2 separate regions of the Sus scrofa genome follow, and region 2 is linked to region 1. Evidence: chromatin contacts called from public Hi-C data. All regions are on one chromosome and are shown on one strand. The core of a region is the stretch at or near the end of the contact, and the rest is flanking DNA. Distances in the headings are between cores, read along the strand shown. Region 1 overlaps VWC2L (von Willebrand factor C domain-containing protein 2-like). Region 2 holds the start of BARD1 (BRCA1-associated RING domain protein 1).

Region 1 (4,707 bases), core at 1,165-3,664:
ATAACCAAAGCAATTCCTACTATTTCTTCTACAATCATTTTTATACTGTCTCCTTATCTAGTCTTGGTTTCAGTCCGTATTCCCACTGAACTTGAAATATTGGTAAGTTCTCCATAAATATTAGCTACTATTATGTAAATTACTTTGTAAATGGCAAATGTGAGAGTAAGTGTAAATATTCAGAGTAATAATCACTTTCGAGCATTGTTTGCTGCTAGTGGCCTTCTTAAAACTCTTAAAATGATACCTAGTCTTCTCAGGGATCTAAAGTCGTCATTTTATGATCTTCTATCTGTTGCAGTCCCTATTCTATTTCTGTGCAACAGCAGGCAGCTTTCATTATTTGCTTTCTCTTAGAAGTTCTCATGAGTGCTGTTATATTGTGAACTTCCTTCTCAGCTACACTGAGTTTTTCATCTTCCCTTTCTCTTTCCTCCCATTCTCCTGCTTCCAAGAAGAAGCTTTGCCAGACTTACCCACTGGGCCTTAATAGTTGATATTACTATAACCCAATATTTCATAAACCTGTATGTGTATAGCTATCATATGCATTTGTTAGTGTCACCAAATAGGATGGTAACACTTGAGCAAACTTATGACCCAGCATTTTCTCCCTTCTGCATTAGTTATCCTTGAGAAGTCAGTTGAAAGCTTTCTGGCTGCCTTCATATCTAGGCATCTGGCTCCAAGCGTAAAAACAACCTGCAAATTATCTTCATGTCAAGTTGTATCCTCTGAACTCCAGCAAGTTTTCATCTGGATTTCATTGTAATATGTCAAAGATATGTTTAGGATTTAAATTTTCAGAATATTAGATTGCCAGTTTTCTAGGTTGACTAGTCCTGAATCCATTCTGGGCTGTAGGAGAAGTAGGAGGAACACTGCCTAGTGCCCACAATAATTTCAAGGGCCAATGAAAATATTTTATTATTTTTTTCCAATTGGACAATGAAATTAAGTCAGGCTGAAGAAAAAAATTTTAATATGTAACATTAATATATTCATACATATACTAATGCAGTAATAAAATACAATTTTAAGTATTTTTTTATGGAGGAAGAGAACCATGAAGGCAAAAATGCCTAGAGCTCATGAAAGTCATAATGTGGCCCAAGATTTATTAGGCTAATCATTCTCGAAATTTAGAAGGTATTAGAATTTCCTGTGATCTTTCTTTTATGGATTTTCAGACACAATAGCAGCAGACCTGCTAAGCAAGGCTAGAATAAATCTTAAGAATCTGCATTCTTAATGAGCAATTTAGATAACTCTCCTACACATTGAATTAGAGGATTACTAAAGAAGAAGAGCTAGAAATGATGAAAGTTTTTATCCCTAAGGAACAGAGCTGAAGGATGGGACAAATAAGGTACGATTATGTTTCTATTTGTTATAACTTCTCCCCCAAGTGACTTGTTTTTACCATTTACATATGGTAAGTATTACGCTATTGGCTCCATGATTAGCAGCTACCTGGCAGTCCCTTAAAATTCTATCTGTAGGTATATTATCCTTAAAAAAAAAAAAAAAAAAAAAAAACAAGAGTACAATGTATTGACTACAAGAAAACCACTTAAATTGTACACTGGCAAGAGAGATATATCAGATTATCCTTGAAAACAGCTGAGATTCCAATAGATTATACAAATTGTTGGTGGGTCTCTGTACAAATGGGATCAGTTGGCTAGATGATTGAAACACTAAGCAAAAACTAAAGAGAAAAAAAACATACATTTCAAATAAGAAGACAGAAAGATTCTTTGTTGTTAATTTTAAATAGCTTTAGATGATTCTCTTAAAGAAGGGTGAAATTAAGATACATGAGGCAAAGAAAAAAAGAAGAGATAATTGGGTTGAAATGACTGGTGTGCCAACTAGCCACCTGTGACCCTTGCACTCCTTGGATGTAACAAAGGTCCTGCAAGAATGGGTTGCTTTCCTCAAAGAAGTATTTAGGGTCTCCATCTGATTGCTCACTTGTGATATCATGTGTAACAGCAGCCCATGTAGCTCATGTTTTAGGGACCTGAAATTTATTAAGTCAACTAGATTGCTCGCAAAAGTCAGCTTCCAGCCAAGCTGATTATACACAGGCCAGTAAATTATTCTTTAATTAAGAATTGAGTAACCACCGAAGAATTCATCAGGGGGAAGGGCCTGAACAAAGCTAGAAGTCTTACCCCATTATAAATAGCAACATCTTCCCTAAGAGAGACCATGATGTGAGACACAGCATGAACTGGAGTTACTGGTTATTCCCTCCAAGTCCTGGAAAATACAATCCAGTGTTTCATGATTACCAAGTGCCTCATGACATTTATTGTTTTATCTTTACAACAAGCCTGTTGGGCAGCCTGGGGATGTGATTCCTACTTTACACAGGAGGAGACAATCAGAGAGAGATTAAGTAACTCACCCAATGTTCCAGAATGAAAGATAGACAAGTCCAGTTTCAAGCTCTGAATTTCTAGTGCATCCTTGAGCTCATCGCCTTGCTCGCCTAAAATCCTAAAATAGATTTGACTGGTCTGAACATTTTTAAAGATATTATAATTAGTGAAATTAAAGATGTCTTGATGGACTTGAATGCTATTTCTTGTCAACCCCCACCACCCCCCCAGCTATGTTCTGTGAATTTTCTTTTCTCAAGGACAGTGTTGATTTAATTGGCAAGAATCATGTTCTCATTTCCTATTTCAGCTACCACAGTACTCCAGCCATATGCACAGTGACCATCTGGAAAAATCCGTTCCTAACTCCAGGGAGTATTGCTTCGGTTTGCCCTGAAACTGTTTACCCACTGGCAATGCTCTTCATTTTCAGAATCAATGTGATTTCTACTTGGGTTTACTTGAGATTCTGCCTAATAACCAAAACAAACAGTAGTGCATAAGCCTCCACAGAGAATCTGCACACATATTTAGAGAATACTCCCCCAGTGCTACTCTATAATTTGTTCCTTTTTTTGAAGTTTTTGTTTGTTATAAAGAGATGTTGAATGCAGCTTTTGTTCAATGTATTCATGACTACAAGTCTTTTTCTTTTTTCAGACTAAGAAATACTCAAAGGTATAATCAGGTCCTTCCATAGTATTTAATTAGCCGTAATTAAAAGACATCTACACAAAGCACAGTGTTTTCAAAGCCTTTTCTTTGGTTATGTTTCTAATGAATTAAGAAATTAATTAGCATTGTGAGTCACAATAGAAACCGTCAATGAGAAAATCTTAACTGTCCTAAAAAACTATCATTTTTTGAGACCATGTTCTGTCACTGTATTAAATTCAGTGACATTCCCAATCACTAATTTTTTGTAAAAAATAGCGTAAGAATGAAGGGAGAAGGAAGGCAGAAAAAGGTATATACCCATATTCTAGTAAGGTTGTTTAAAATGATAAAATTTCTGAGCTGTAATCTTATGTTTTGGAGGTTATTTTAAATTTTCAAATTTCTTAGTGATAGTGGTGAGGGGAGATAGAGAATAGCAAGAGGTGCTGAAAAGAAGATGACTTATTTTCATATCGAGCAATCTGACTCCACTGCTTAATAATATATATGGAAATATTATACATATCATTAATTCTAATAACAACAATAAGGTCTCATGAAGGGCAACTTAATAAACAATTTGGAAAATATTACCTCATGCTTCCACCTTTAGTCTTTCACAAGACTATTTTCTATGGACATGCATAAATTTATCCTCCCACTTTAAATGATATATAATCATTTACATTTGGCCAAAAAATAGAAATCATTTGTAACAAGTATGATAAATTAAAGATGTATGTGCTTAACATCTGAAAAGCTTATACAAATCTGTAAGATAATACAAAAATATCAATAAAGGCAAGCAAGGGGCATGAACAGAATCACATACAAAGAATATTGATAGCTAATAAACATAAAGCAGATCAATTTTACTAGTAACCAAAGAAATATAAATCAAATTAAATAACCCTCAGCAAGAATATACGATGGAGAAAAGACAGTCTCTTCAATAAGTGGTGCTGGGAAAATGGATAGCTACATATAAAAGAATGAAATTAGAATATTCTCTAATACCAAATATAAAAACAAACTCAAAATGAGCCAAAGTCCTAAATATAAGGCCAGATACCACAAAACTCCTAGAGGAAAAACATAGGCAGAACATTCTGACATATATCATAGCATTTTTTTTTAAATCTGTTTCCTAATACAAAGGAAATAAAAACAAAACTAAACAAGGGTTCCTTCTGTAGTACAGTGAGTTAAGGATCCAGCATTGCCTCAGCATGGTATAGCTTGCAGCTGCAGCTTAGATCTGATCTCTGGCCGGAAACTTTCATATGCTGCCACAGATGCAGCCAAAAAAAAAAAAAAAAAAAAAAAAAAGGCAAAAATAAACAAATGGGAACCAATTAAAATGCTTTTGTACAACAAAGGAAACCACTGACAAATCAAAAAGACAACCTACTGAATGGGAGAAAATATTTGCAAATGCTGTGACCAATAAGGAGTTCACATCCAACACATATAAACAGTGCATCCAACAAAACAAAACAAAATAAAACAAAGAGGCTGATTAAAAAATGGGCAGAAAATCTGAAGAGGCATTTTCCAAAGAGGAAATACAGATGGCCAACAGGCACATGAAAAGATGCTCAACATCACTAAACATCAGGGAAATTCAAATCAAAACTACAAGGAGATATCATTTCACACC
Region 2 (4,631 bases), core at 456-2,955, 290 kb after region 1:
TGGGTCCATTCAACAGTGTCAAAAGCTGGAACCTGACCCCAGGCAGTCTGACTCTTAGAGTCTAGACCAAGCATCCTGCTGCTGTCCTAGTGCCTCCCATGCAGAAATGTGCTTAACTATTAAGGTGTGATTACAGTAACTAGCAGAGCCAGTTTTAAATTTCTTATTCTCAAGTGGATGACCCCTATGCAATGGGAAAACACAACTCAGAATAACTTCACGCACAAGTGCCGTTTTTCTAAGGAGTGTAATGATGACATTTTGTCACAGGTTTTAAAGTTTTTGTAACATAAAATATAAGCACAAAACTCTGTGTTAAGTCCTTTTCATTTTTAAAGAAAAAGCTATGTTTACTTATGCTTTATGTTTAAGTTCTGTAAGTCAGAAATGGGGTGGGGGGAGTGGAGGGATGGGATCAAAAGAAAGTCCAAAAAAAGAAATATGATAGAACAGCTACAAGCAGAAAGGAAACCTGCCAGAGTGGTACCGATGCAGAAATACTGAGCTGGGCACACAGCAGGTGCTCAATAAATGCTCTTGGAAGAAATGAAAAGTGAGATGAGCCCTTCTTGGGTTTTATAAACCTTCTTGATTTCTATACTAGAAAGAGCTACAGGAGGAGAAGCAAGGCATACCAGTCACGAAAATGATATCTTCAGATGGAATGAAAACCATGAACTGAAAGGATTCCCATGGTGTAACAGCATGAAGGGAAACAAGCAAAAAATAATATAGCATCTCTAAGAGTTGGAACTCCAAGCCATACGGTCTTCAATCAAATCAAGAGAATGTGAAATTGAATGAGAAATTGTTGGTGTCTATCACATTGCTATCATCAATCTACCCCCAACAAGGGTCCCCCCCGCACACTCTCCCCCCTCCCCAAATGCGGCTGCGACAGAGGAAAAGGTCAAAGGGGCTAGTTCGGCAAAGAGTGACAGCTGCTTCAAATTTATTGGGCCTCCTCACCCTTAACAGCCCTCGGCCTAACATTCTGGAATTACCGTGATCACAAGAATCAAGGGCCCTGTGAGCCTGCAGATGCCTCAGCCCTACACAGAAGAGCCTTCCAGCCTACTCTGGAGGTGGGATCAGGGATCCGATTTTTAGCCACACCTCTGAATGATTCGTAAGCGCGCTAAAGTTCAAAAACTACCGTGTTTGCTGAGTTTGGTGCAAAAAAAGGCTAGAAAGCCACCCAGAAAGAATGTGAATGGGGCCCAGAATGGGGATAACCAAAATCATTCCCCTGGGCAGATACTTATTCTGCTCGCCAGCCCAACTGCGGGACGAGAGTGAACGGAACAAACCGGAGTTTGAAAAGATCCCCGCACCCCCCCACCAAGACGGAGACAACCCCAGCCCCGCCGCGGCCCTCCCGGCAGCCCCCTAGAGGGTCGGTCTTTACCAACGCGAGCAGCGCAGCAGCTTCTCCAGCCGGGCGAGCGCGGCGCGGCTGTGGGCCCAGGCCCCGCGACCCGCCGGCTCCATGGAGGGCGCGGGATGAGGCTCGTTCCCGGAGCGGACCCTCGGCAGCCGGTTCCCCGGCATCGCCCCGCCCTAGGGGGAAAGGCTCCTTGGAAAGCCGAAGGCAGGGCTGACTCTAGCAATCACCGAGACTCCGCAAGCGGGCGACCCCACCCCAGGGCCCGACAGTTCCCGCGTTTCTGCCGGCGGGACGCCTAGGGGGCGGGGCGCGCGGAGTAGGGGGGCAGGGCCGAAACGCGCCAAAAGTGCCGGCGCGCGGGCCCGGGTGGGGCGGGGCCTCGGGCGGGGCGGGGCGGGGCGGGGCGGGGCCGCCGTAGGGCCCCTGCTGTCGGCTTGAAGGGGGGCGGGGCCGGAGCCTTTTCCGGGAGGGAGAAAAGCGAGCGCTTGGGTCAGTCTTTGCTTTCCTAGAGCAAGGATTTGAGAGACTCTTAGCCGAATTTAATCAAAGGAAAATCACAAACCGAGAAAGTTAGTTGAGCGTTTTCTAAAAGAAGTCCTGTTTCGACTACTGTTGAGGTTGGAAAAGCTTTGCTCGTGACACCGAAGATGCCATTCTTAACTCCTAAGAAGTAACTTTCTACTCCCAACCCAGGCTTTTCACTGACCTCCATATACACAGATAAAACCTAATACACGCCCCTTCACCTTCTTCAGCCAATTCACTGTCAATCCTTGCATTTTTATCCCAACTTACTCTCAAGTCTCCCTACTTCTCTGAACTCTGAACAGGTCCACTTACCTGATTTTGACCTGGGTTGTTCCCATAGCTTTCTAACTGGTATCCCGGTGTCAACTCAATTCCCTCCAATCCTTAAGCTACACTACAGCTATCGAAAACATTTCCACATAAACACATGGCCAATAGAAGCGGAACTATTACTAAAGATATGATAGGGGTTTTGTTGTTGTTGTTTTGTTTCTTTTGTCTTTTTGCCTTTTCTAGGGTCGCTCTGGAGACATATGGAGATTCCCAGGCTAGGGGTCTAATCCGAGCTGTGGCAACCGGCCTACGCCAGAGCCACAGCAACGTGGGATCTGAGCCGCGTCTGCAACCTACACCACAGCTCACAGCAATGCCAGATCCTTAACCCACTGAGCAAGGCCAGGGATCGAACCTGCAACCTTATGGTTCCTAGTCGGATTCGTTAACCACTGCGCCACGACGGGAATTCCATAATAGGGTATTTTAACAGACCTATTATGATAGCATGGGAAACTAACCAAATATGTATAAATATATATATGTGTATAAATATACATATATTTAAACTCAGAGGTAGCCAAAATGTTAATCCTTGATTTTTAACCATGTTCAGGCATTGCTTACTCTTTGCAGAGAACTCAAACTCTAGAAAACTTAGATGAACTTGGAGAGATGCTTTGGTATTTAATGGAGTTAGCTGGAGATTTCAGAAGTCAAGCAGTCCTACTCTAATCCCACTTCCTTCACTAAATAATTATGTAGTTTAAATCAAGTCTTAAGTTCTCTGAGCATTTATTTCCTTATCTGCAAAACGGGGATAATAGTGTTTATCCTGTAGATCTGTGGAATTATTAAATGAGATATGTGTAAAATCACCTGCATTAAGTACTCAAAATTAATATGAAGATGATCAATACTACAAATGCTTTACTTACCATAAACTGTCACCAATATTTTTATCAGGTGCTTTTTTTAAATTAGGATGTAATTTAACTGTAATCAGAGTAAAAGAAAATTTCGCATTTTGGTCATATGCTTTGAGAATCAAGCAATTGTTACTGGCCTGTATGTACAGTGCTATTAAATAAACTGTGAAGCAGGTGCAATGAGTTCTTTCTCCTATTAATTTCCTCTTTTCTTTCCTTCTACCTCTGCTCCACTAGCTCTCCCCAAGGCTCATGAAATTCTCCACAGCTGTTTGATGGTGGCCCTGATGAAGTGACAAGAGAATAAGCAATATTACTTGTCCATCTGCAACTTCCCCCTCCATTTCTTTCCTCCTAGCCCCGCAGTGTTACAGCTCAGACGGCAGATACTTTGCTTTTGGTGAAAATAGGTTATGTGTTTTTGAACCAACTCTTCCTCTCGGTCCTGGATCCTGAATTTGAAGAGACAATTCTTTCTCCCATGCCCATTAAGTGTGCAGGTAAAAGATGGACAATCCAGGATGAGGTACACCAAAGATGTGTGAAATTCTGGAATTCTGCTCCCCAAGAAAACCTCCCCAGGGAAATCCAGTCCATCTATAGGGTCCTGGTAAAGCCTTAACATAGGGTGTCAACAACATCCTCTCTCCACTTTAAAAAAGGACTAAGTGGGAGTTTCCGTTGTGGCTCAGCAGTAACCAACCTGACTAGTATCCATGAGGATGTGGGTTTAGTCCCTGGCCTTGCTCAGTGGGTTAAAGATCCAGCATTGTCATGAGCTTTGGTGTAGGTTGCAGATATGGCTCAGATCCCGCCTTGCTGTGGCTGTGGTGTAGGCCAGCAGCTGCAGCTCTGATTCAACCCCTAGCCTGGTAGCTTCCATATGCCACAGGTGCAGCCCTAAAGAAAAAAAAAAAAAAAATCAAAAGACATACATAAAATAAAAAAGGCTAAATGGTGTCTTATTTCCCTTTCCATTTCCCTGCAAGGACCTCCTGAGTCCATCAAAGTTTAGGCTTGTTCCATTTCACTCCTAGTCTATCTTCCTCCTCTTTCAATTAAGCAGCATTCCCCAGAATCTTTGACTTCCAAAAGTACTCATCCTACCCCAACATACCACTCCAGTCCCAGGGGAATACTGCAACCCAGAAATTGGCTTGCTTTAGCCCACTTATCCATTCTTCTCACTCCATACCCACCCCCCCATCACTTTGATTACCATCTGTAATTCTTCTATAGTCCAAAGGCATCTCTGGCCTGGATCTCTTACCCAATTTTCAGGTTCACTATAAGGATTTGTGGAAAACAGTCTAAATGCTAATTTTGTTCTTCTGTTGTGTTGTGAAATATTTTACAAGTAGTAAAGCTTCTTCATATTCACTTGGGTAAACATATATAACAAGCAAAATGGGACAAGCGTAATATCCAGTCTCTTGGCCTGTGGAATGTGAAGCTTTCTCACAAATTCAGCATGTACACTAATTCTTCTCTGGCTTTTAATTATGGTGTCATGC

Evidence for each region. Hi-C and Micro-C count contacts between places; a contact is called where the count stands out from the background.
Region 2: a contact with region 1 is called in a Hi-C map of heart right ventricle, with 2.1 times the contacts expected there. The contact joins the promoter of BARD1 here to the enhancer-like site in region 1. A contact is called at or near these places in 3 of 47 Hi-C or Micro-C datasets (embryonic fibroblasts, fetal heart ventricle and heart right ventricle) and 1 of 2 datasets of contacts at active chromatin or transcription factors (skeletal muscle).

The regions. Positions count from the first base shown.
Region 1 is chr15:116,845,752-116,850,458 of Sscrofa11.1, forward strand. The region is part of intron 2 of VWC2L (von Willebrand factor C domain-containing protein 2-like); the gene reads left to right. Among named protein-coding and RNA genes, the nearest start is that of VWC2L, 83 kb to the left of the region's middle. Within about 2 kb of position 2,415, at least 3 of the 83 cell types and tissues checked have an H3K27ac peak or open chromatin away from gene starts, as enhancers often do.
Region 2 is chr15:117,134,184-117,138,814 of Sscrofa11.1, forward strand. BARD1 (BRCA1-associated RING domain protein 1) reads right to left here and starts at 1,706. Exons shown (of 11, transcript XM_021075146.1): 1 at 1,409-1,706. The coding sequence starts at 1,551.